Regions from separate parts of the Danio rerio genome. Here region 2 is linked to region 1. Evidence: chromatin contacts called from public HiChIP or PLAC-seq data. All regions are on one chromosome and are shown on one strand. Each heading gives the region's core, a stretch centred on a gene start, on an enhancer-like site or on the middle of the called end of the contact. The rest is flanking DNA. Distances are from core to core; before and after follow the strand shown.

What was found. HiChIP or PLAC-seq counts read pairs in DNA pulled down with a chosen protein or histone mark.
Region 2: a contact with region 1 is called in an H3K4me3 HiChIP or PLAC-seq map of embryo, with 7 times the contacts expected there. The contact joins two enhancer-like sites. A contact is called at or near these places in 3 of 18 Hi-C or Micro-C datasets (caudal fin, hematopoietic stem cells and an unstated tissue) and 2 of 4 datasets of contacts at active chromatin or transcription factors (caudal fin and embryo).

What each region holds. Positions count from the first base shown.
Region 1 is chr21:30,683,749-30,691,296 of GRCz12tu, forward strand. No RefSeq gene overlaps it. Among named protein-coding and RNA genes, the nearest start is that of zgc:165604, 57 kb to the left of the region's middle. Within about 2 kb of position 1,418, at least 61 of the 62 cell types and tissues checked have an H3K27ac peak or open chromatin away from gene starts, as enhancers often do.
Region 2 is chr21:31,138,972-31,145,915 of GRCz12tu, forward strand. It overlaps nrxn2a (neurexin 2a), which reads right to left. Exons shown (of 24, transcript NM_001079970.1): 10 at 3,680-4,106; 11 at 1,624-2,007; 12 at 1-87. Among named protein-coding and RNA genes, the nearest start is that of nrxn2a, 270 kb to the right of the region's middle. Within about 2 kb of position 1,385, at least 3 of the 62 cell types and tissues checked have an H3K27ac peak or open chromatin away from gene starts, as enhancers often do.

The DNA of each region.
Region 1 (7,548 bases), core at 168-2,667:
CAATTCCATAAATAAATGAGCTGTTCTGATGACATATTTAAGATCAACAGGCTAGTCAGTATATTGTCATTGAGGCATGAAACTAAGGCATTTGTCTGATTAATGTAGCCTAATATTGGGTATCTAAAAATTAGAAGTCAGGTTTCATTTTCAACTAACTTTAGAGATATGTATAAAGTCACTGTACAACTGCACAAGCTTTTTAAACGATTATATAGGCAAAGACAGGCAGTTAGTGCGATTTAATGTCTCTATTGGCGTTCTATGTTTCTGTATTTACTGTAAATACGGTATACAGCTTCAGAGTCCTGAGAATTCAATTTCTAACTCGGTTATGAACGTATCTGTAAACCTTTCCCGTTCCCCAAATAGAGATATGTGGATATGACACGGTTTAGAGTTTTAAATCTGAACTATTTTAGCCTACTGCCATCTCGTCCGGGCCTAAACAGTCATAGTATTCTTCTAAGCTTCTCCTGTATGGCAGCAGCTAACCTCTACAGTTCGAGGAGAAAAATCACAGAACATCCTCATAAAGCAATAGCCATTTTTAAAGAAAGAAAGCTGACAAACGTCTCAGACGGATTTGGCTTTAATCCAAAGCAATTTTAGCTAATGTAAGCATGTGTATGTGAGCTTGCTTAAAGCAGCTTTGACAATATACAGAGTCTAAATTAAGACAGTAGAGAGATAAATGTCCAGAAAATGCTTTAATAGCACAACGTTACTAGGGAGCGAATAGTTTAGAACTGTAAACAAACCGTGTTAGTAACATAAACAGCGCTAACGGTGACAGCTGAACGACTAAATTTTAGCCAGAATCAACTGTTAAAGTAATCAAAAGGGACGCGACAATTATCTTAACTCTATTGTATCAGTTTCTCGGCTTGAATTGATAAATATCTCCCCTCACGGAGCTCAGTATCACCTGACACTTACTAGCCACACCGCTAACATGCTACAAGCAGTAGTGAGAAACCTCCGACTTTGGCATAAGTGTTTTGTAGCGAAATATTCAGATGTTGGTGCACCATTTCATTCCGTCAACACTCAGTGTTTTTTCTTAGCAGGGTCTGCATGAATTCACCCAGAAACAAAAACCGGAATAGCGCAGGGCAGCAAGACTGAACGCGAGTGAACGCTAGCATCGGCTAACGGCTGCAACGAGTGCTTCCTCTTTACGACGAAAATAAAATTACGAAACAAACAGACAGAACGGAAAATATTCCTACGTGGTCTCCACAGCAGCCATTTCCCTGGTACGTCCAAGGCCGCTGTGTAAAGAAAAACCCAGAGATAAAAATCCCAGGAATTGGGCTCGCTAAGTTCCAGTGTCGAATCGCTTCATTCACACAGGTAGCAAACACCCACCTACAGGAAGAGAACTGACATCGCGACGTGATTGGTTAAGGTGGGTAACACCCAGCTTTTGAGATAGTACTGAACCTTCAACGTGATTGGCGGAAGCCGATGTCTGTCATTCAGGACACGATCATTGATTTGATTCATTACTGTACATGACAGGTTATTGACATTGATCAGGTTTCCAATCTCCCATTCAATTCTTTTATTTCACTGCAGGACAGATTTCACTTTAAACTAAAATGATGTTTTTTTTTCTTAAGGTAAACGTGTTTGAATCATTTTTTTTTAAATGGGACAGAAACATTCTAAAAACATTTCTAATCGATTAATATCATTATTACTAAACGCAGTATTAATTAATTAAACCCTATAATATACAGTTTGAATATTTAATTTATACCAATCTATAAAAAATTAACCCCTTTATTCATTTATGTAATAAAACAATATTATATATGAGAATATATTGTCATTTTGTTATAATATTACTATAATGTATGTTTTCTATAAGAAACTTATCTACAAGAATTTTCTATAACAAATTTCTATAACGATTATATTTTTGATATAACACAATAATGATTTTAAGTATTATGTTTATTTTAATATTAAAAGTATTACTATTATTATATCAAAAGTATTACTTGTTATAAACCATAATTAGTAACTATAAATTAGTAGTCATATATTATGACTTGTAATTACTAAAACATATATAGCCTAGACCAGTGGTTCTCAAACTTATTCACAAAGTACCACCTCAGAAAAAAATATCTTTCCAAAGTATACCACCATAATGAATTTAAAATATTATCTTTTAATTTCTAAAGATGTTCTGCGACTAAAATATTACTATATATTATATACTATTACTTATATTACTAAATATTACTATTACTTATAAACTGTTTTGTTCAAATGCACCAATATATATTACCTCTATTCACTGAGTAATGAACAAAAGTATTAATTTTCGAAATGGGGTGTACTCATTTCTGCTGAGCAATATATACATTTTGAAAATGAATATTTTTATTCATTACTCAGTGAATAGAGGTAATATATATTGGTGCATATATTCACTGAGTAATGAATAAAAATATTCATTTTCGAAATAGGGTGTACTCATTTCTGCTGAGCACTATATACATACACACACACATATATATATATATATATATATATATATATATATATATATATATATATATATATATATATATATATATATATATATATATATATATATATATATATATATTACAAGAATAACATGAAATAGGTTTATAATTAATTGTACATTATATATTGTATTTATTATTTTTGAATGAACTCATTGTATTTAATTTTATTATTAAAATGTATTTGTGCCCGTGAACAGCATTCAGAAGTCTACCATTATCGCAAACTTTTACCACAACAATAAAAGGATTAGATTAGAAAGCCTTTATCATCACAAATCTACCCCCCAAAAATCACAGTTTAGCATATCTCATTTAACACTGAACATTTAACATTGAACTGACAGAGCTGATCAAAGCCGCTTCTGCTCATCTGAAATTCTGAAGGCTTTTCATCATTCAAATGCATAGCAAGCTAATGATAACCCGATGCTTTTCAGATGTGCTGAGGAGTCACTACCAATTCCTGCTGCAGAGAGCTACATTTCTATATTCAAATTTTCAATGCAATTTTTAAATATCTCTTACAATGTTTTTTTATGCAGGTGTACTATTATTCTTAACAAGAAATAGTATGTTTTCAGTTTATTTCCGTCTCAAAAATATACTTAAAATTACACAAGTGCACTTGACATACATAACTGAATTGTCAGTATATTTGGCCTGTTATAGTGCTTTGAAACATTATTCAGTGTCATAAAAGTGTTGATGTAATTTTAACTCAGACAGGAAGAAAGAGCAGGGCATATCTCCTTACTGTTTTTTTTAAATAGCAAATATAGCATTTTGTTATTCTCAGCTCGGCCATGGAGAGCCATTAACAGTTTGTGAAATCCATCTAATTATTCATTCATTCATTTTCTTTTTGGCTTAGTCCCTTTATTAATCAGAGGTCGCCACGGCAGGATGAACTGCTGCCCACTTACCCAGCATATATTTTACGCAGCTGATGCCCTTATTGCCGCAACACATCAATGGGTCAAATCATTAAATATAATCTAATAATGATAAGTCTTCATGTCAATTTAAAATGAACATTCAGTGTAGACTGATCCAAAACATTTATTTGAATGGACTTAAGTATATGATATGATATTTGCTGATGTGTTTCTGGACTGATCATGTGTTGCAGATCATGTGACTAAATGTAAATTCAGACTTCATTTACACCAAATGGAGCATTTGTACACAGTCTGAAACATTTGTTCCTTATAAGCTGCAATAAATGAATTATTTGTGTGAACAAGTGACACATTTTTAGCTGCTGCTTTAATTAATTGGTCCAAAAGAGCATTTGATTGGATGGAAACTCTGATGAAAAGCCGAAGTGATGTCATCAGAATCATTGATTGATACTAACAGAAGTGAGAGACTATACGTTTTCAATATATCATCTACTTGTGGGAATTTTGTAATTGTTATTGTACCCAAAAATACAAAACAGAAAACAAAACTTCCATTTGATATCATGGTGGCACACAACTGGAAGTAAATGTTTAAATCCAAGAGTACAAGGGCTGCAACCTGCACAATATTATCATTTCAGTATCAACATCGGAATGTGAGCATCTGCAATAGTCACATCACAGTTTTTTTAATGTTGAGTTGGGATTATAGTTGACCAGGAGTTTTCATAAGAGCACTGAGGCAAAAAAATTGCACCTATTGTAACTTTATAAAAAATATTTGATTGAATTATTTAAAGAATGACAGTGCTATTTTACATTTGATTATTCATTTTTGTACTCAGTATTACATTTTTAATTTACATAAAACCATGAGGCACTGTTTATTTCAATTTGATCTTTTCTCAGTGTTTATCTATGCTTGTAATTTATTATATTTTATGCATGATTCACTCTCCTTCAAGATCATCAATCGATTTAAATTAATAAATTATTTTCAAATAGAGCAGCTATTCAAGTCATCTGGTGAAATTATATACATATTGCAGAAAATAAAACTACTGCAATATCAGATTTTTTCAATATCGTAATTATCTTAAATAACTAATATTTATTTTTTTCACTATCATTACACAAAGTATACTTTGATAAAATTTAGTCCCAACTAGTGCTGAAATACTTTTAAAAAATGTGCTTAAGTGTATTAATTAACATAAAGTCTACTTACTTTTGGAAGGTTAATAAAAGTAAATATATTATTTTATTAACTCGTTCATAGTCAAGCGTTTTCATTGAAATGTTCAAATATAAAATGCTGGACGTTTGTGTTTTTCTTTGCTGTTGTACCTAAACAGGTATCTGTACAACAGAGTATTTTTATTTTAGGAGTCTTGTAATTCCCTACATTCCGAAACAAATTATTGTTTATTATAGGCCTACTAATGTGCATTTCATAAATGTAGAAGAGCACATAGCCATTTTGAACTGGAAAAAATGACACCAATATAGAAACAAATGTCTGCCCTAAAGACTACACCAGGGCCCGAAGTGTCCATCACTTACCCGTCAAAGTTCTTCATTCCAAAAGGCCCTTAGAAGTGGCCAGTTTTAAGCACTTGCGGCTTTGGTACAACATTTCAATATGGCAGCCATGATTGTTTCCACAGTTAGCCTATTTTAAATGCACAAGTCACTCAGGTTCAAATGAGCATATTTAACACTTCACTGATTCAAAGAGAGTCTGTAGTACCAATTTATAAAGATGATCAACAGATGGCATGAAATGTCAAGGAATTTTAAATATTATTGCTATTAATAAAAATCATAGCTGTCACAAAATAGCAGTTGTTCTTAATCTACTTTGAAAAAGGTTGAGCTGTTTAAGCCCACTTTATGGATTACTTGAAGATGAACATATCAGTATATGTGTGCTTCAGTCTGGATGCAATAGTAAGGTTTGAAAACTGAACAAAATATTAAATCAACACACATGAATGCTCATGTATTTCCACTGTAGCTTGCAATATAGACTAATGGTCATGCATTACTGTTAAATATATATATATATATATATATATATATATATATATATATATATATATATATATATATATATATATATATATATATATATATATATATATATATATATATATATATATATATATATAGTCAGTATACATTGTTCATTCTAGACTATTTTTACTTCTAACATTTACTAAACATTCACCAAAAAGAACATGTATATATTGAGTACTTAACAATAGTTCTAAATAGTGTTGATATTTGGGATCACCAAAACAAACACATCCATAACCCAATAAGACCTTGCCACTTTTTACATATAGACACACCCCTTACTGCTGATTGGCTGAAAATCTTTTAAGACTTGGTCTGACAGTGGTCAAGAGCGTTTTTCAAATATTGTGTATCAGAATTCATTCCAAAGTGAGGGTCGCTTGGTGATTTCCAAAAATCGAACACATTTTGATAAACTATTACAATTATCACATACTATTTGTAACATAAAAATAATAAATATAGTAACATTAAAAATACAACATGCAAAAAAAAAAAAAAAAGCCTTCAGCTTTTATTCGTCCGTCTCGATCTTCGTATTTAAAAAAAACATTTATATATATATATATATATATATATATATATATATATATATATATATATATATATATATATATATATATATATATATATATATATATATATATATAGATGACAACTAGGTCCAAGAAGACGTTAATAACAATAACATTCGTCGTAACCATATGGTTCGCCCCTGCTTAGATCGTGGTCTGGATTGTGTTTGCTGAAACGTGTGTGTGTCTGCGGGACTGCAGCTGGATATTATTGCCATTATTGCCAGCTGGAGACGTGCCATTCAACACTTGTATGTTTAAACCATCTCTGAAAATAGTGGGGGTCGTGAGTGACTGGCATTGTTATTTTGGGAGTCGTGGGCTGAAGCTTGGGAACCCCTGCACCAGACAATAGATTCCGTCAGCAGATGGCAGTCTTGTGCTTCTGCAGTCCTTCAAATGCAAACCCTTCATTCTCATTCCAGTGGCATCACAGCTGCCCATTACTGCTCACCGTCTGTAAGGGCACCGGCTCTCTGTCTCCACATCTACTCTTTCTTTCTCTCTCTCTCTCTTTTTTTTTTTAAACAAAGAGCATAAAACGACAGGCTTCTCAGCAAATACTGCAAAGGGAAGTTTAAATCTTGCTTACCTATCGAATGCTTTCATCTCAGTGACATTTGGGAAGGATTTCTCTTTTTTGGGTAATCTTAATGCATTTCTTTTGGCAGGACAGGGGCACTATTGCAAAAGTAAAAATCTGAGCTCTGTCTGAAGGAAAAAAGGGGGAAGCGAGTAGAACTGCTAAATTATTCATCTCATCACAAATCCAGGGCTCAGAGTTCAGAAGGATGTGGAGCAGAGAGCAACATCAGAATCTGCTGACAGATTTTCTTGTCTTTTGTTCTTTGTCTTTTTTTTAATGCCTTTTTTTTTAAAGCAGGGATTCACAGTTTAAAACCAACTGTAGCAATGTGTGATAAACCTAGACTTGCTTTTAGTTTCAAAGCTTGTGTCTTCTGTTTGAAAATCACTAATTCTTTCCTACTATTTATCGATCCATAAGCGCCTTAAGGCTGTCTTGATGTTGGTTGGGTCTTATCTTTGGAGACCATAAACCTGAATGTTATTAACTCTCACAAATGCAGCCTGATGATAGAGCTGTGGTGTTCACATTTATTTCGGTAATTCAGTTAGCCTATTTAATGCAAATATTAGTATTATATCAATGTTATATTATTCGATATACTTATATCGTTGAATATTTACATTTAGGGTGAAAATGTATTGTTTAAAGGTCAGTTATGGCTCACCAAGGCTTCGTGGTTTTGAATAAAATATAACATCATTAAAACCACAAAAATACTGCAGTAGTTCTACAATTTAAAAGTTTTCACATTATAATATTTAATTTATTCCTTTGATAGCAGGAGTAATTCATAATTCATACTTTTATTCCGCAAGAAAAAAAGATTTCTTTTTTTAAACATTTATAATAATGGC
Region 2 (6,944 bases), core at 135-2,634, 460 kb after region 1:
GAGACACGTCCTCGGCCTCGCTGTGAGCTGCGTGAGGCATCAGGACTTTCAGAAACATGCTGCCGTCGTAACTCAACACTGCAGACTCTGAAAGAGGCAGAACAAGACACTACAGGTCAGCAAACACTAGGATGCAAAATTAAAAGATATATTTTTGTATGCATTTTTCAAACAGTATTTTTTTATGTTTATATAATGTTAAAAAGCAAAGTAAATGTAAACATTATCAATATTTTTATTCAGTTTTAATTACTCTTTAATAAACTCAGGGATTTGCATTGTATTTGAATCCAAATAAAATGTAACTAATTGCTACTGCTATTAAGACATTTCATTTTAAGTTACATGGTCACAGTAACAGTAATAACAGCTACAGTATATCATTTAATAATTACTTTATTTTTACATTTTACATTATTTTATGTAATTAATTATTATTATTATTATTATTATTATTATTATTTTAGTTGTAGTATTACTAGTAGTAGTAGTAGTAGTAGTAGTAGTAATAGTTTTACATTCTAAAATGTACAGTTTACATGAATTGTTATTATCTTTCAGTAATATTAATAGCATTATTTAGTAGTAATTAGTATATTATAACTACTGTGTAACTATGAAATGTTGTTCTATACCAGTGGTCACCAAACTTGTTCATGGAGGGCCGGTGTCCTGCTAATTTTAGCTCCAACCCTAATCAAACACACCTGAACAAGCTAATCAAGGTCTTACTAGGTATACTTGAAACATCCGTGCAGGTGTGTTGAGGCAAGTTGGAGGTAAACCCCGCAGGGACACCGGCCCTCCAGGACCAGGATTGGTGACCCCTGTTCTATACTATTACTCTAATATTATTATTATTATTAATAATAATAATATTAATACTAACAACTTGTAATTGTTTTACTGTTAAAAAGTATGTTTTTAATGATAAAACAATTACATTATCCTTAACAAAAGTTTATTATCTTATATCTGTTGATTATAATGTTACTTGAGCAAAGGTTTTGTTTTTGTATCTTTTTTTGTACTACTACTATTGCTTAATTCTATAGATTTTATTTAAGATGTAATTATATATGAATATAATATATAATTATTATTATGAGGCAATAGTAGTAGCAACAGTAAAAACAGATATAAGATGATAAACTTTTGTTAATCAGCCAAAAAGATATAATTACAAGTAAAATATCATTCAATTTATAATCTTGGCCTAAGGGTCTATATCTGTTTCATTATAATTACATTTACTAGTTTCATTTATAATTAGTTATACAAATTATAGAATTTGATACTCATTGCAATTAAAATATCACCAAGTACACTGTTGCTGAGTCACCAACAGCATGTCTACAATGGACACTGTGTGGCCACAGTGTTATTCTTACTGCCAGACAGCAGAGGGCAGGAGAGAGTTAGAAACCACACATTGCAAGCAAACAAGGGTCTATGCAGGTGGGATCTGATGAAGCGAGCTGGAGCCTAGCTGTATCTCAATATAAAACTGTACAAGCGAAGCACTGAAGCTTTGCTCTTCTTTAAAAGAACGCGTCTCAACCGTGAGACGTAATCCAATGTTTAATCCTGCCTCCCTACAGCTTTAAGCCCTACTTTCCTCACCCATCTCACAGTTGGGGCCCATATATCCAGTTCCAGTGCAATCACAGACGTGTCTGTTCCAGCCCTCGCGGCATCGGCCTCCATGAACGCAGGGCTCCGAGCTGCACCTCCGATGGGTTTCACGGGTACAGAAGCTGCTGACACCCGGAGCGCTCTGAAGCTCCGCCAAACGCCGCAGGTCTTTGCTGCGCCCATCGACAAAGAGGTCCCGCACGCAGCCCACAAAGCCCAGCCTGAGGCGGGCAGTCCACACCTCTGGAGGCAGAGAAAGATCCCCACTGTTCTCCGGCAGACCCCCCAAATACATTTCACCATCTAGATCCAGGATCTCACTCCCTTCGTTGGTGGAGAAGGGCAGGCTGCGGCCATTGACGGAGATGGAGCCTTGGAGAAAGTGAATGAAGCAGAGGTGAGCCTAAACAGCACAATGTTTGTTTACAATTTAGCCTCATTTTTTGTCAAAATTTTATTGGTAATATGTTATGTTAGGTAATTAAATTGTGAACTATGATGCAGGGTTTTATATTTAGCTGAAAGTTAGAACACATTATTTTTAATTCTTTCCTATTTGAAAAATTTTGAACATCTTTCAGAGGATTTAGTTTTAGGGTTTACTATAATAATCATTTTGTTAAAAAATATCTCGGAATGCATTTCTAATAGATTAGCACTGAAATGACATAAAATAGACAGGATGACAAGACGAAATGATGGATAGACTGAAAGTTTGACAGAAGGAGCAATAGATTGATAAAAATGACATGCTAACTACATAGGAAAATAGATTAATAGAATAAAGACAATAGACAGAACACATTGACAGAACGGTAATTGTAGAATGAAAGATAGAACAACAGACCAATAGATAAAAGAACAGGAGATAGAATGAGAATAAAACAGAGAGATAGAATAATAGACAGAATGACTTGAAAGAACTAACAGACAGTAATACGAGCAATAGGCTAAACTGTACATAGAATAACAGAGGCTACGTCTGAAATCTCATACTTCCATACTATTTAGTACGCTAAAAACCGAGTAGTATGTCCGAATGTGTAGAATTCGAAAAACAGTATGCTAGAAGGACCCGGATGACCAACTACTTCCAGCGAGATTATGAAGTGTGCATCCGACTGCGATATCCTATGATACCCTGCGAGCAAATTCATGAAAGGAAGTGAAGTGCAATGCAACTCATGTGGAAAGATCACGTGATTTTGACACAACGGCAGATGTAGTACATCCGAGTTTCAATCATACTGCTCACATTCATACTGTACAGAACATACTTTTCTAGTGGCCGAGTCGTACATTTAAAATCAAATACAGTATCTAATGAGTAGTAGGCGGTTTTGGACGCAGCCAGAATGTCATACTGATGGAAAGAATGTCAACTTATAGATCGATTAAAAGAAAAACAAATTGAATGTAAACTAGAACTTAAGTCAGACAGACAGACAGACAGACATACAGACAGATAGACAGACAGACACAGATATTTATATCATGACGTCCTGTGGGGGCTTCTACTAGCACTTAATAAACATATTAAATTGACTAGCCTTGTTAATAATTAACTAAAACTAATTTAATTAACGCCGCTACTAGGGATCCCTGAAGACTATCGTTTTAGTAACTCATGGAATCAGTATAGCTGCTGTACAATAGCTGTCACAAGTTATTAAAAAAATTGAGATTTCATTAATTTAGCATTAACAATCCTCTGTTCTTCCCTTTTTTCCCCTGAGCTCAGCTAGTGGAAAGGTCTTCAGCCTCTTCCCCTGGGATTTGCTAAATCCCACGGCGGGCCTGCTTCTTTAAAACTGCAGAGAGTGTGTTTGAGTTGAGCTCTTACAGTAATGAGAGGTAATGAGAGGTAGAAGAAATAGAGTACAGTGATTTAGCAGTTTGTGAAGTATGCATATCAGATGGACCTTAAGCGGGCAGAACGAGGCAGTGCTTTAACGGCAGAGATTAAGAGGAAAGCGTCAGAGTAGGAATCAAAGCGAGAGCAGGTTTAGCAATAATGTGTGTGCTGATCTTGCAATATCCTGACCTTTCCTGCCCTCTCTCTGGAAGTCTACGTGGCACCATTCTCCATCATTGACCTTCTTGTTCCCCACTTTAATCTTGATGCTCCCGGAGCCCATGTCCATGAGCAGGTGGAGGAATCCATCCAGCAGTTCCATGGCGAAGAAGTCCACCCTTGGTCTGTGATCTTTTGAACCCTGCGGCCGCCCGTGACTGAACAACAGCAGTCCGTTGGGCTCGGTGGTTCGAAAATCGAAGGACACAGAGCCAGCTTTCTTGCCATTCCAGCGCGGGAGGGTTACATAAGCAGTGGGCGCGTCGAAACTGACTGGGTCCAATGCAGCGACGTCCTCGCAGCGGAAGGTCAAATCGCCATGGAGGGTAACCTTAGGGTCACGCAATTCCGCCAGATGGGAGAGCTCTAGTCTGAACTCATTATTGGTGTAGACCACCTGGGACAGGGAGAGAGAAAAAAAGCTTAAATGCTAACAGGAGGGAATGGAGTAGTATGCTGCCCACTGGTACAAACAAACCCCAGCTGATGTGTGTACCTAGAGGGCACGGTTTTCAAGTCAGTAAACACGGCAGTCTCTTTAAATACTCAAAAGCATGAGTGGATCACATAAACCGAGAGACATCATCCAGAGCACTACAGCAACCCTCGGCTAATCGATATTCTGTTTCATTAATATGATGAATCATCCTACGCTAACATTAGCTCTGACGATGCCGCGGCTAAGTGCTTTTCTGAATCGCGCGCATAAACAGCGCATTCATTAAGTGACGTCAACTGAAAAATCTCAATGTATGATATGATGTCTAGCCCACACGTGCCACCGTATGACAAAACTGCTCCTAAAATAACATTCCTGCATGCTGACTGTGTCCCCTTAAGGTTGGTTTTTTGTTTCTGTCACATGTGCTCTCTCTATGGCCAGATGGGGGGCGGGGGGGATAAGCCCATCACAGCAAACACGCTTTTCATTTTTACACCAGCCTCTCTGTCTGTCCGAAGATGATGACTGACGCTTTGTTGCTGGGTGTGAACTTGAGTGTCTCTGAAAATAACACAAGACGGCCATGTTTCTCGTCAGCCATCATGACAGAAAAATAAAAAGAGAGGTAGGAGCAAAACAAGAGGTGCCAGGCTCTGAGTGAAGGAACATGAAAAATGCAATTATTGCCACAGAGCGTGTAGAAAAAAAAAGGGGGAAGCTATCAATGAGATTTCAAACTATCTCAGACTGCACAACGTATACTGTACGTCTTCCTGCTTCGCTATCAGATTAAGATAGAGGTTTGTAATTTCAGTGTTTCTTAAATGTTTGGGCCTATAAAAAATGTCCTTCCCTCATATTTCTGTAACCATGTCGCTATGACTATTGCTCATAGTTCGGACTGGAGAAAAATGGTTTAAAAATCAGATAGTGTATATTGAAAAGCAACCCACAACACCAACAACAGTTTAAACCAAAAAAACAGCAACTGAGCATTGTCATAAAGGCGATTCACAGGCAAGAACCATTCTCATTTTCTTTAGAAAGTGTACAAACCTTTCTGGAACAGGCACTTTTCCAAAACTGGGAACAAAATTGTATATGATTTTTGTTCCCTTGTCAGACAAAAGGTTCAGTGAAAATGGTGTTAAATCTTTAGAAAACATCAGCCATAGGATGTCAAACTCCACATTATTAACTGCTTTACATCCATCAAATTCTGGTGATTTTAAATATTAATACTACTACTACTACTACTACTACTACTACTAATAATAATAATAATAATAATAATAATATTAATATATATATATATATATATATATATATATATATAGCTACACTTTATTTTGATAATCCACTTTTGACATCCCTCTAAGTAAATTTGGAACTACAGAACATGGTAATGGTGACACTTTACAATTAGTGTGTTTTAGTAAATGTATTAGAATATAAGTAAGTTGTAACACATTGAGCCACTAAGCTTTTTTCTTATGACTCGTTTCTGCAGGAGGAAACACAAATTACTTTCAAATAATTCAAATATAGTCTGTGTTATTTAAGAAATCCAGGCATAACACTGTATGACAACAATTTAGATGACTGTTTTATAGCCTACAGCTAATCAGTCTGTCGGATTTTGGACTGCATTGCAGTTCTAAAGTAAAAAAATATAAATGATACATTATCGTAAGTAAAACAAATACATTTAAAGATATGGTATATGCATATATATATATATATATATATATATATATATATATATATATATATATATATATATATATATATATATATATATATATACATATATACATATATATATATATATATATATATATATATATATATATATATATATATATATATATATATATATATATATATATATACATATATACATATATATATATATATATATATATATATATATATATATATATATATATATATATATATATATATATATATATAAGAATTGCATTCACCTGGAAAATGGAGGCAACTTAAATGGTTTGTGAGCTTAATGAAGTGCACACAGAATGCCATATTATCTGGTAATTGTAGAAAATAAGTTAACATTAACAAAGATTATGCAATGCTGAATAACAGTTGTTGTCCACCATTAGTTCATGTTAACTATTGCATTAAATAACACATTAATATATGTTTAGTTAACATTAACAACAATTAAGTAATGCTTAACAGATGTATTGTTAAATATGTTAACTAATTCAATAACTAGCATTACACCCATATTGTGAAGTGTTACCAAGCTAACTAACTCTCATTAGACTAGTGGTTAGACTATTAGAATAAGTTCTATTAGAATACACTGACGTGGTTGCAGGTCAAACTTTATTTTAAGGTATGATTAATGCTATTAACGAATAAAATTAAGAATTAAATAAGATGTTTAGCACAATAAAGCTCAAATAAGGTTTAGTTATTGCTAGGTCCACATGGAATCTGCACTGCAAAATCCGCAGATTTAAATCCTATCATTGACTCGATTTATTCAGTTGTGTGTACATTTATATTCATTCAGGTTTTAAATTAATTTATGTAATATTACTGACTAATGTAAAAATTGTTCATATGATTTACTTAAAATAAAGTTTATAAAGTAAAAATTTCTGTCGTTTTAGTAGATATATTATATGAGAAACCCGTTTTGTTTACCAAGTAAATTGATCTAATAGAATTTGCACTGTAAACATGAATTAAAAGTTACAATTGTATCATTTTTATTTCACCATATTAAGTTTTTAGTCACAATACTCCCAAAATCAT